2 separate regions of the Sus scrofa genome follow, and region 2 is linked to region 1. The links are chromatin contacts, called in public promoter capture Hi-C maps. All regions are on one chromosome and are shown on one strand. Each heading gives the region's core, a stretch centred on a gene start, on an enhancer-like site or on the middle of the called end of the contact. The rest is flanking DNA. Distances are from core to core; before and after follow the strand shown. Region 1 holds the start of MRPS18B (mitochondrial ribosomal protein S18B). Region 2 holds the start of GTF2H4 (general transcription factor IIH subunit 4).

Region 1 (6,506 bases), core at 1,955-4,454:
TGTGTCTTTCCCCTGTATCCCCCAACACACGCTCACACACACACTCCCCCCAAAAGCTCCCAGACTTAAAGTATAGCTCTTTGGTTTCCCACCCATGGCAACTAAAGCAAGGAACACTTCCAAAAGCAGTGGTGATGAGTGAATGGTGAAAATAAAAGCAACAGGCTCGGGACTGTTAAATACAAAAACAAAGAATTGCCCAAGGAGATGGACAGCTTTTAAGACCTAATTCCTGTAAGCTTTTAAGATAATGACTATGAAAGATTTTAAGAAAATAAGGAAAACAGCCTTTTCCGTTCTAACAGCAGCGTGCATAAGGAGTCCAGAAGGCATCAGCTCGGGGTGGAGTTTCAAGAGGGTGGAGGGAGGAGGAAGAAAGCTTATTACATCACCTTTCAATGCTGCTCCTCCCCCTTGACCAAGTTTCTAGGGCGGCCCTAAGCTCTGGATGGCAAAAGGGGGAGAAAAACAACAAAGAAGCAGGGACGCCATTTTGTAATGGAGAAGAGGACTCAAACTTAAAAAGCTATCCCCAGCTCTGCCGGTAGCTATTTACATTAAAAATCACCCCTTTTTAGTAAGAAAAACCAAAAAGCAGCCCCCCACCCTGTGCAGAAGCCTTTGACCTACTTTGAATCAGTTAAGAGCGTTGTGAAAATAAAAGCAATTAAAATATTTAAAAAAGAACAATTTTCTGCGGGGAAGAATTGAATTTGCAATTGAGGTTCAACCTTACTATCGACCACCCCCCATCCTCCCTATAAAGGGAAAGGGGGAGGACTTGGACCCCTGTCAACAAATAGGGTTGAGGTGGGAGGACAGGAGAAAAATGGGTCAAGACACAACCTGCAACGCCGCTTGGAAGACAAAAGGACAAAGAAAGTCGCCATATTGAAGCAGGGAAGAAAAAAATTCCTTTTAACGACAAAATGCTAGCATTCAATTGCACTAAATGGCTTTTAAAATTATACTCCTGATTTCCACATTTCCCCAACCTTTCCACCCTCTACTTAACTGTATTACCCCCCCACCCCCGCCAAAAAGTATCAAGTTAAAAATGTTAATCACTTTTTCTGCTTTTAAATAACCTATGCAATCTGCAACAATTACAAGACATTTTTTACCTCCCCAACTATTATCTTGTATGTATTGGCACTAAGACTATATTTTGCCCTGAATTAAGTGTCTTGCAATCTTTATTCCTAGATTGCCACCTATATTAAGCACACAAATATACCCCAAGCAAATTACATCAAAATTGAGAGGAGTTAACAATCATTTAAAGTCATAGTCAACTACTATTTCTCTGCCCATCTCCTTACCCTGCAATCTTTATGTACAGATTGCTTATTAATCTGGCAAATTGAAAGGCGCCCTGCTTGTCTCACACACAAAGAAGTGGGACTTCTGGGCCACAAGATCCACCATCTTTTGTATGTGAGCTCATTAACCCTTTTGAAGACTGCAGCTAACGAGAGGAAGGTAACCATTCCTCTTTATAAAAAAGTAAACACTTATGGCTTTGGCAGTCTGGAAATTGGCTGGATTACCAAGGGTTAACCATCAAAATCCTAACTTGCTGGCCCTCCCTCCACCCTCTCCTTGCCCGCACCAGGGCAGGGAAGAGGTAGGTGGTAGAGGAGAGAACACCACTGTTAAGACCCAAAGGCCCTTTTAATGGAGATTAAGCGACCGGATCGGTCCTTCTCCAGTTCTCTATTTGTTCTATGGTCTCATTTCGTCCTCTCATTATTTTTGGTTTCACAACGGGAAACGTTGATTTCTTGTTGCAAGGCTGGTTTTTGAAAATTCGACACTTACTATCCAATTTTTTTGCGACGTCAGCACCTCGGGCTCAGGGGGGGAGGGGGTTAAAATTTTAGAGAAAAAAATAAAACAACCAACCAGGACCCAAAACTCAATTATTTGCGGGGCCTCATTGGATCAAAAAGTCTCTTTAAAAAAAATAAAGGCCAACTCAGTATTCATTTCCCCCCCCACCCAACTCCATTTAGGGAGGGGGGTCGTAGAAAAAAAGTTCTGAGTGGATTCAAAAAAGTAAACGCTGGATGAGTGAATTTGAGTGGGTTTGGGAAGGGAGGGTGGTTGATTATTTTTGAAGTTATGTGGTGACGGTCCTTCGGCCACAATTTCAAGTCCCAAGCAGCGTGGGCTGGTGGGGTGGGCAAGATAGGTGGGAAGGGGCAGAAGACACAAGTGGTTGGGCTGGTGGCTGCTGTTTTCCCTTTCCCCCCTCTCTCAGGATCCTTTCAAGGGCTTAGATGTTGCTGCGGCTTGTTTCTTTTTTCCTCGTGGCTGGCCTGTCTTTCTCCGAGAAAATTCAAACCTGGGATAAAAGGAACAAAAGGGAGAAAGATACAATCAATACGGGTTGCTCGGAAACGCCCCAAAATACCGTTTTTGTTGCCCTCAAACACCTCTGTGTCCCATCCCGAAAACAGCCGCTTAACACAAGTCATGGCTCCCAACTGAGCCTAGGCCGAACCCGTTTCCCAGGCCAAAAATGTCACCCTCCAACCGACAAAAAGGCGAAACTTACCTCTAAACGAACCCCAGAATGGCGGCTGCCCGCTCGGGCGGAGTCTTTTATACCCGGACGCCGCCCAACGCGCGCAAACGTGCCAGTGAAGCGCCCTTGTCGCGAGACATTGTGCGCGAGGCGTGAGTTCATTGGCCAACCAGAAAGACAACTCGCCAGCTGATTGGCTAGCCTGTCTTCGGCTTCGCTCAGCCCCTTCCCCTGGGCACCCTCTTCCGCCTCCTTCCTGGCCCGCTAACGCGTGCGCGTGACCGGGCGGCCTAGCACCTCCCTTTCCTCTGCTTCCACCACTTCCGCCCTCGAGACCATTTCTCACCCTGGGTTGGTAGAATCGGACCGGCGCATGCGCAGTGAGAGAATCTCGGTCAAAATCTCCTTCAAAATTGCTTACAAGACAAACTCGAAGAATGAGGTCTAAGAATCGTAGTGACTGGTGCCGCAAAAACGCAATTTTGAGGCCGAATTCGATTGTGACGCAGTTGAAATTGCCTTCTCCTTATGGCCCCCCTTTCTCGTTTCCGTCTTGACGCAGATGCGCGGCCGTCTTCCGCACTGCGGGCGCGTCCTTGGCCCTACCCCCAGTCAGTTTCCAGGTGCATGCGCAGTCGCCTTTCTAGCCTTTCCTGCTTTGGGCGTACGTCAAGATGGCTGCCTCCATATTGAACGTGTTGCTGAGGCGCCTTCCTGGCGTTTCGCCCTTCAGAGGTGCCTACGGAGTTCAGGTAACTCCTTGGAGCACGTTTTGTACAACCCAAAACTTAAACTGTACTTTCTCTAGGTTGTCGCTCCACTTCTGGGAATCCAGGAGCGGAGAGCTTCCCGATTGCTGTCAAGGCAATGCTTTACTTCCACCACTCTCTTCCCTTCTCGTTCCTCGATACTGCGCGCATTTTCTTATTTCGAGTCGAGGGTGAAGAGCCAGGGTTGGATGGTATCCTCTTCCCTAGTTTCCATCTCGATTAAATAATTAAGAGATGGAATGAACCCCTTGGTCATAACACAAACCAGCTGTGAACTGTTCAGACGATGTCTAAATCTGCGATGCCCAGTAAGGTCTTTGGGTTGAGGGACAGACACTAACTTCTACCAGCCCTGCTATAGCCTAATAAAGCCAGGACACATTCTCACGACCTGGGGACCAGTGTCTCGGCTCTCTTTATGTCACTGAATCAGTTTCTCATCAGAGCATACATGAGCTTAACTTTGGGTCGAGGTTTCCCTCCAGCCTCACGTACTTACCCCCCTGGAGGTTCTTGGCAGGGCAGATTCTTAGCGGGGCAGGGCGAGATGGGAAGGCTTAGCCCAGCTGCCACTCCCTACAGTGGGACTAAAAATTGGTGACAAGGGTCACCACAGAGTTAATTATAGGCCTGGTAGCTTTAAAGGTAGCGTTAGGACTCAAGTTTATTCTGTCCTATGGAATGTTGACCTTCAACTTTTTATAAGGCTGGGCAACTCAGTGATTCAGGATCGGATTGAGTGGAGATTCATCTGTCTTTGCATTTCCTTCCTGCCATTCATCTTAACTCCAAGAAGATAAGACATTCTCCCTTTTTCTCCACTAGACTCGGTCTGTCCCAGAAAGGACAGAGTATCTTATATGTGCCACGTTTTTGAGTTGTTTTCTCAAATAAATTTGCCTCCCCATCAGCTATCTAGTTACCCTCCAACATGACTCTTTCTCTGAAGATCCAGTTACAGTAGGGAGACTGGTGGTTAATGATGTCAACTTAACCCCCCCACCCAACGCTACCTTTCATATATATTTCATTAACATAGTGGGTATAGATTCTTTTTCTCCCTGAACTGTTGGCAGCTAACCAGTCAGGTTTCTCCTTGAACTCACTGTCTCATTTCCACTCTCCTTCTATAGGTTCTCCTCCAGACTCTTTGCACCAAAGCTCCCCCTGAGGATGATTCTTTGCCCCAGGTTCCCATTTCCCCTTATAAAGATGAACCCTGGAAATATCTGGACTCAGAAGGTACTTCTTCATGGGGGAGGGGAGGGCAAGTCAGGTCTGAAATAAAGGGACAGAGATGCCCCCCACCACCTGCACCCAGACATGACTTAAGTGGCCTTTCATTTCAGAATACCAGAACCGCTATGGTTCTCGCCCTGTCTGGGCTGACTACCGTCGCAACCACAAAGGTGGAATACCCCCACAGCGGACTCGAAAGATGTGTATTGTGAGTTTCTGAAGGTGACACATGGATGGGATGTGGAGTGGGGCTGAAGGCTATAGCCGCAGTGGTAGCTGCACTTTTTCAGACAAGGCTTTGAACATCTTCACCTGCCAGTTTCTTCTCTCTACAGCGGGGAAATAAAGTTGCTGGGAATCCCTGCCCCATCTGCCGGGATCAGAAGTTGCACGTCGACTTTAGGGTAAGGAGAGTCTTTTCTCCAGAATAAAGACCTAGAGTGCTAGAGAGATTACCTTAGGTACCCCTCACTCTTCATGTCCTGGTGCCACTAAAGTTTTTTGGGTTTTTTTTGTTTTTTGTTTGTTTTTGTTTTAAGCATAGTTGATTTACAGTGTGTCAGTTTCTGCTGTATAGCAGAGTGCCCAAAGTCCATTTTATATTGACTTTCCGGCAATATGAAACATTCCTTCTTCTAGCCTTTGCTCTCTGCTATGGGTTATACTAAAAAGCTTCATCCACTATTAAAAAAGAAACCTTCATCCCTTGCCTATGAAATTTATAGTCTAAATTGGCAAGCAAGAGAAATACTCGTTTCTAATGGGAGGGCTACACCCAAGGCTTCATTTTTATACATCACAGTTAGCAGCAAGTAGATTGGACTAGTTCTTTCTCTGAGGTTTTCTTTATTTTGTCGGTGGCATGCTGGAGACTAGGGGCTGGAGGGCAGGTACATGAAGCAAGGTACAGTCAGTTATGTTAAAAAAAAAAGAAAGACACTTCAGTGTGAGAAGGACAGGACCTGTTCCTTAAAGGATTCAAAAACCTTATGATAATGGAAACGTGCTCGTCTGAGTTTGCAGGGCTTAGAAGTATTAAGAAGGTCGTCAGGGGAGTTGGAGGGCATTTGTGTGTCAGTCAGCAGAAGGGGGTGTCTGACTGCTGTCAGGCTCCTTCAGAAGCAGGTTGTAGAGGAGTCCAGGAGCTACTTCTCAGTTTCAGCTGTGTACAAACTATAACCATCTGTATACAGTTTATAGTAAGCTGCCTGGCTAAGGGAGAAAGGTTGAATAGTGCAGATGATTCTGCTTGCTATCCCACTCCACAAGTAAACCTGCTTTTTCTTTGGGAATCTCACCACCTGTGATTAATTGCTGGCTGAGAATCATTCTAGTAATTAAACCTTTTTAACTAATCTTAGTAAATAAATAAATTACATAAGGCATAGTTTTTGTTTGTTTGCTTGCTTTTTAGGGCCACACCCATGTCTATGGAAGTTCCCAGGCTAGGGATTAAATTGGAGCTATAGCTGCCGGCCTATGCCACAGCCACAGCACCTCGGGATTTGAGCAACCTACACCATAGCTCATAGCTGGATCCTTAGCCCACTGAGCGAGGCCTGGGATCACACTCGCATCCTCATGGATCCTAATTGGGTGCATTAACCGCTGAGCCACGAAGGGAACGCCAAGGCATACTTTTGTATACATTAATCATTTATAAATGCACCTTATAACATGTACTACATTTTATGGGTGATTTCATGGATTTGCCAAGACTGTCCCTAATTTGTTGCATGAGGGGCCGATGTTAGACCCTAACCCCTGCAGAAGAGAATTCTATGTGAGTCTTAGTGACAGAGTGTCTGATGTGCACATAAAAGGGTTGAAAGGCCAGGAAAGGGGGAAGTTTGCAAGTGTGTTCAGTAAGCGAATGGGGCTAAAACTGGACATTGAAGGAGGGCAGCACCTGGAGAGACAGAGCAGGGTCCAGGTCCTCTGGGCGGGTGTGCAGGGACTGTGCCCTG
Region 2 (6,506 bases), core at 1,522-4,021, 230 kb after region 1:
GGTGGGATTGTAAATTGGTGCAACCACTGTGGAAAGCAGTATGGAGATTCCTCAGAAAACTAAACATAGAACTACCATTTGATCCAGCAATCCCACTCCTGGGCATCTATCCAGAGAAAACCACGACTCGCAAAGACACATGTACTCCAGAGTTCATTGCAACACTATTTGCAATAGCCAAGACATGGAAACAACCTAAATGTCCATCGACAGAGGAGGGGATCAAGAAGATGTGGTACATATACACAGTGGAATATTACTCAGCCATTAAAAAGAATGAAATATCAGCATTTTTTGCAACATGAATGGACCTAGAAACTATCATGCTAAGTGAAGTCAGCCATACAATGAGACACCAACATCAAATGCTTTCACTGACATGTGGAATCTGAAAAAAGGACAGACTGAACTTTGAACAGATGCTGACTCACAGACATTGAAAAACTTATGGTCTCTGGAGGAGACAGTTTGGGGGTGGGAAATCAAATTGTTACAATCATTATACAACTACAGATGTGATAAATTCATTTGAGTAATAAAAAAAATAAATATAGGAGTTCCCATCGTGGCGCAGTGGTTAACGAATCCGACTAGGAACCATGAGGTTGTGGGTTCGATCCCTGCCCTTGCTCAGTGGGTTAACGATCCGGCATTGCCGTGAGCTGTGGTGTAGGTCGCAGACGTGGCTCAGATCCTGCGTTGCTGTGGCTCTGGCATAGGCTGGCAGCTATAGCTCTGATTCGACCCCTAGCCTGGGAACCTCCATATGCCGCGAGAGCGTCCCACGAAATAGCAAAAAGACAAAAAAAAATAAAAATAAAAAAATAAAAATAAATAAATAAGATGTGAAAAAAAAACAATGAAGTTGAGAAGTTGAGAGTTTCTTTATTTGGTTACATGGCACTTGTATTTTTTTTGCCTGTTATTAAACTTAATATTTCTATTGTGTTCTTTTTCTTACTGCTTTGTATTTTATCTATTTTACCAAACATTTCTTCCCAGACTGTAATTTGTTCAATCTTACTTAACATTTTGCCATAAAGAAGGTTTGTCAGTTTTGTGCCATTCTTTTGAGGATTTTACGGAACAACAAAACAAGCATGGGTAGGCTACAAAATATAAAGAAATCTTAGTTCTTACCGTTTTCATTCCTGGTAACTTGCAAATGTACCTCAAATCCCAGTTTAGGCAGTTTCTGGCTGTCTGATCATGGACAAATTTCTTAATCTCATTGAGTTTCTGTCCTCTAGTCTGGAAAGTGGGAATAATAAAACTTGTCTTAAAGGAATTTGGGGAAACTTACAGATCTGGCTCTGGCTTAAGACGTTCCCTTCCCTTAACAAGCAGTAGTTTAATATATCAAATCAGACCAAACAATTGTTTGTTTTTTTAAACTGCATTTATTAGGATCTTCTAACAGGGGGCGGGGGGGGGCGGGGAGGTGGATGGAAGCATGGAGGACGTGACAATTAAGATTTACTGAGTATTTACTTGCCAAGGAAGGCACACCGGATGGAGTTAACTCCTAATTCGAGAAAATGCTCTGGAAAGTGCATTATTCCAGTTTTACGAGGAGCAACTGAGCTCAAGGAACCCAGGTTTCTGCATCTCTGAACCTGAGCTCCTCACCACCCAGTGGTTTCCGCACCTCGGATAGGAAGACCTCGGGGAACTTCTATTCTCAGGGTCCCCACATGATCTCGGGTTGGTTAGACTCGCCGTTAGCCGAGTGGGTGGAGAGCGATGCGGAACGAACAGCCAGACCTCCGGAGCCTCCGGCTCTCTTACGTAAAAGCCAGCCTCTCTCCGCTTGGCTCCCCGCAGTGCCTTTTGGGAGTTGTAGTCGGACGCGCTTCAGCTGGCTCCCGGGCTGGGAAGGACAAGACTCCAATTCCCAGCATGCCCTGTGGCGAGCGAGTGCAGCGCCGGTTCTTCTCCTCCCTACCTCTCCACTCCTCTTCTGAATCCTCCACTCTGGACTTGCGTGGGTGAAATCCTTCGTCCCCCTCCCCATATTTTTCGCTCACTTTCCGCCATTCTTTCCCCTATTCCTGAGAGCTAATGCGAGACACTGGCTCCGATTAAGCGACGGCTTAAGACTCGGAGTGCACGAGGAGGGGGTCGACACTGAGTGGTAAGGGGGCTGGGAGAGAAGGGGTGGCGGGAGGTATAAGAAGGAGAGAGTTGATGAGAGACGAGCATTGGGAAGAAAGTAGGGGACGAGTTAGGAGGAGATCATACGGTGTGAGTCAGGGTGAATGGAGTGAAGTAGTCTTAGGGACGGGAAGAGGAAAGAGGTGGAATTAGATTTATGAGACTTGGAGGGGAAAGGTAATTATTGCCGTTCCCAGCACGAGGAGTGGGGTCAAGAAATAGATGGAGAGAATGGGCAGATTGAAGTTTATAGGCTGATCAGACCAGGAGAGGTCGAGGGGAGAGAGAACTGGGCTCAGAAAACTTTCTTTGCCTAGGGTGTAGATAAGTCACTGAAATACAAAATATTTTTGCAAATATGGAACAGCTGACAATTCTTTCACTTAGAAATTGGAGAAGACTTGAGTTGAGATCAGGAGTGCAGTGAGGAGGGAGGAAAGAAGAGGAGGGTGGTCAGGTTTGGGAGAAACAAGAGGAGATGAGTGACGTGAAAAAGGAAACTGTAGAAAAGATGAATTTTTGCAGGGGCCAGTGGATCTGGAATTGGAATGAGAACGGTGAGGGGGTGACACTGGCATGGATTTCGGAGGTCCACTAACACTTGCATCTCTCAGGTGATGGAGAGCACCCCTTCAAGGGGTGGACTGAATCGAGTACACCTACAATGCAGGAATCTGCAGGAATTCTTAGGGGGCCTGAGCCCTGTTGTATTGGACCGATTGTATGGGCACCCTGCCACCTGTTTGGCTGTCTTCAGGTGAGGACCCCGTTCATGGCAGGGACCATAGTAGGGAAATGTAATGAGGCCTGCAGACTGCAATAAGTTATCATGGGTAGAAGCTTAGCTCTGGGGGGCTTGGAGACTAAAATGTGTCAGGCCCAAACAGATGGAGATGTGGGGGCAGGAAGACTGGTAAAAGGGCCAGGGGTGAGATGAGATGTTTGAGAGGCATTTGAGGGCAGGGATGCAGATCTGAGGCAGTTTCTGATATTAACGTTTTCCCTCTGCCCCCTTATAGGGAGCTCCCATCTTTAGCTAAGAACTGGGTGATGCGGATGCTCTTTCTGGAGCAGCCTCTGCCACAAGCTGCCGTAGCCTTGTGGGTGAAGAAGGAATTCAGCAAGTGAGTCTCTGCTGCACTTTCAGCCAGATACAAATTTCTCAACAGCCAGGTTTCCCAAACTGCTGGAGTATATTCAAGGGAACACCACTAAACTTGTAATTAAACAAGTTTGGGAAACTACGCATACTCCATTTTGCCTCTTGGAGAGTTGTGATGTCTATAACAAGGTTCTGGTAGGTGCTGCAGTAAAGAAATTTGCCTTAAGAAGATACCAATTTCACTCTGTGAAACAGTGTTCCAAGGACCACCAGTTCAGAAAAGGCAGAAATGGTGGTCTTTATGGGCTTCCTTCCTTTTGTTCTCTGGACACTCCCCTCACCTCTCCTCTTCTGTTCCAGAGCCCAGGAGGAAAGCACGGGGCTGCTGAGCGGCCTCCGTATCTGGCACACCCAGCTGCTCCCTGGTGGCCTCCAGGGCCTCATCCTCAACCCCATCTTCCGCCAAAACCTCCGCATTGCCCTTCTGGGTGGGTATGTCACTTCCATCTTTTCCTAGGCCAGGCAGGGGAACTAGTGATTAAACTGCTCATTAAACTACTTATTAAGAGGCCCTGGGGGACCTCTCTGGAACCTTGTGGGCTCCACCTTTGGGAGCTCCTTTAGGAATAAGTTGGACCAGACTTTGCTACGTGGTATAGGATATGTCTCCCACTCGTGGCCCCTGGAGATGAGGGTAGAAAGAGGGAAGGGGGGTGGTGGGCAGGGAACACAGGCAGGGTTCCTTACTCTCGGCCGTACTGGCATAGGGGCAAGGCCTGGTCTGATGACACAAGTCAGCTGGGACCAGACAAGCATGCCCGGGATGTGCCCTCGCTTGACAAGTATGCTGAGGAGCGATGGGAGGTAAGGACTTGGGACTCTGTGTGTGTCTGCTTGTGCTCCCATCCCAGGGCCCTTAGAGGCATCTGTCTCTCTGGTCTCTTCTGTTCCTCAGGTGGTCCTGCACTTCATGGTGGGCTCCCCCAGTGCAGCCGTCAGCCAGGACTTGGCTCAGCTCCTCAGCCAGGCTGGGCTCATGAAGAGGTGAGGAAGACAGAGGTACAACAGCTCTGTTTTGCCGTCTCCTCGAGTCCCTGCTAACCTGAGTGTTTGGGTCGGATCAGGATTGGAGGGGGTTGGCTGCAAAAGGAGAGCTGCGTAGAGCATGGCCAGAGATAAACCAAGAAAAATGTGAGCGGACAAGTGGAATGGTGGCCTTTCTCAGCAAACCTCTGCCATGGTCCCTTTCTGTAGTGCTGAACCTGGAGAGCCGCCTTGCATTACCTCTGCGGGCTTCCAATTCCTGTTGTTGGACACCCCGGCCCAGCTCTGGTACTTTATGTTGCAGTACCTGCAGACAGCCCAGGTGAGGAGGTCGGGGGCTGCCTGCTGGCATGCTCTGCTTTTCCCAGGACCCACTGAGGGCCTGCTGCCTGTAGACTCTGTTCCCCGGTTTTCTCTCATTTCCTCCCCACATCTGCCCGTTCCTCCTTAGAGTCGGGGCATGGACCTAGTGGAGATTCTCTCCTTCCTCTTCCAGCTCAGCTTCTCTACTCTGGGCAAGGTAAGCAGGGGGCTGGAGCTAGTAGAGGCTTGGGTGGGCAAGATGAAGGGTAGAGAGATGGAAAAGGAAATGAGGTTAGGGGTCAATAGAGTGAAAGAGAAGAATGAACAAAGAGGAGTTCCCGTCGTGGCTCAGCGGTTAACAACCCAATTAGCATCCATGAGGACGCAGGTTCAATCCCTGACCTCGCTCAGTGGGTTAAGGATCCCGTGTTGCTGTGAGCTGTGGTGTAGGTTGCAGACGCGGCTCGGATGCCGCGTTGCTGTGGCTATGGTGTAGGCCAGCAGCTGCAGCTCTGATTGGACCCCTAGCCTGGGAACCTACATATGCCACCCGTGCGACCCTAGAAAGACAAAAAGACAAAAGCAAAAAACAAAAAAACGAAGAACACCAGGGATGGGAAAAGTGGGAAGGAGCATATGGGGTTGGGGAAGGGAGAATGGGCTGGGTTTTGGACCCCAGCCGGCTACCTCTCTTCCCCAGGATTACTCTGTGGAAGGTATGAGTGATTCTCTGTTGAACTTCCTGCAACATCTCCGTGAGTTGGGCCTTGTTTTCCAGAGGAAGGTATGAGCGCCCAGATACATGGCTTTTAGGGAAGAGGCAGGGTGGTATGTTGCCTTGGCCTTTCAAAAGGAACAGGGGTCTCCGAAGGCAGAAGCAGGGGACAGTTGCCAGGACAGAATACTGGGGTCCCTCGGGGGAGGGGGAGAGATGTTGGGAGCTGAAGTTCTGTGCATTGGGAGGGATCTGATGTATCTGGAGGAAGATGAAGGGCACTGACCCTGAGAGAGGGCTTATTGCTTTTCTCTCCTCCTTTCCAGAGGAAGTCTCGGCGTTACTACCCCACGCGCCTGGCCATCAATCTCTCATCAGGTGTTTCTGGGGCTGGGGGCACTGTGCATCAGCCAGGTTTCATCGTTGTGGAAACCAATTATCGACTGTACGCCTACACGGGTGAGGCTGCACAGAGGACCCCTGGATAGCGGGCTGGCAGGGGGAGGGGAGGGGAGGGAATGCCAGTTTATTTTGATGTTTACTTGGTGGTTCAGAGCTCTCGGAGGCTTGAGGGAGTCTGAGTACGGAGGAGCCTCCTAATCCTCTCTTCCCATCTCCGGTCAGAGTCGGAGCTGCAGATCGCCCTTATTGCCCTTTTCTCTGAGATGCTCTATCGCTTCCCCAACATGGTGGTGGCACAGGTGACCCGGGAGAGTGTGCAGCAGGCCATTGCCAGTGGCATCACAGCCCAACAGGTACCCCACTTGGGGAAGATGGGGGTGGTAGACAGGTTGCATTTGGGCTATGGAGTATGCCACCTTATGGAAGGTTAGCATGGGGTCTGTTACAATAGGTGGTGGTAAGTGGTCTGTGTTTGAGCATTAGGCACGTGAGAAGTCAAGGCTCTTGATGTGGGACTAGGTAGACCCTCAAGGGGAAGACACGAGGAGGGAGAAGCTATATCTTGGGACTTGTGTTTCAGCATCCCTACTTCCTAGTTGCATAAATGGCATAGTTTCACTTCTATGAGCCTCAGTTTCCTCAACTGGAAAATGGAAATGACAGCTTTCACCTCATAGGGTTGTTGGGAGGATTCAGTGAAAGAGGTAAAACATTTGGCTCAGAGCCTGCCATGCAGTAAGAGTGCAAAAAATGATGTTGTTGTAAAGAAAAAAAAATACCTTGGAA

The links. Promoter capture Hi-C pulls out the DNA fragments that hold promoters and counts their contacts.
Region 2: a promoter capture Hi-C map of liver shows a contact between it and region 1, with 2.4 times the contacts expected there. The contact joins the promoter of GTF2H4 here to the promoter of MRPS18B in region 1. A contact is called at or near these places in 2 of 5 promoter capture datasets (fetal liver and liver) and 1 of 2 datasets of contacts at active chromatin or transcription factors (alveolar macrophages).

What each region holds. Positions count from the first base shown.
Region 1 is chr7:23,163,110-23,169,615 of Sscrofa11.1, forward strand. MRPS18B (mitochondrial ribosomal protein S18B) reads left to right here and starts at 3,205. Exons shown (of 7, transcript NM_001123140.1): 1 at 3,205-3,282; 2 at 4,434-4,542; 3 at 4,650-4,747; 4 at 4,875-4,943. The coding sequence starts at 3,205. It also overlaps a transcript of PPP1R10 not described here.
Region 2 is chr7:23,396,534-23,403,039 of Sscrofa11.1, forward strand. It overlaps GTF2H4 (general transcription factor IIH subunit 4), which reads left to right and starts at 2,772. Exons shown (of 13, transcript NM_001123120.1): 1 at 2,772-2,911; 2 at 3,174-3,278; 3 at 3,617-3,748; 4 at 4,024-4,120; 5 at 4,212-4,300; 6 at 4,511-4,622; 7 at 4,752-4,820; 8 at 5,304-5,387; 9 at 5,645-5,777; 10 at 5,943-6,073. The coding sequence starts at 2,772.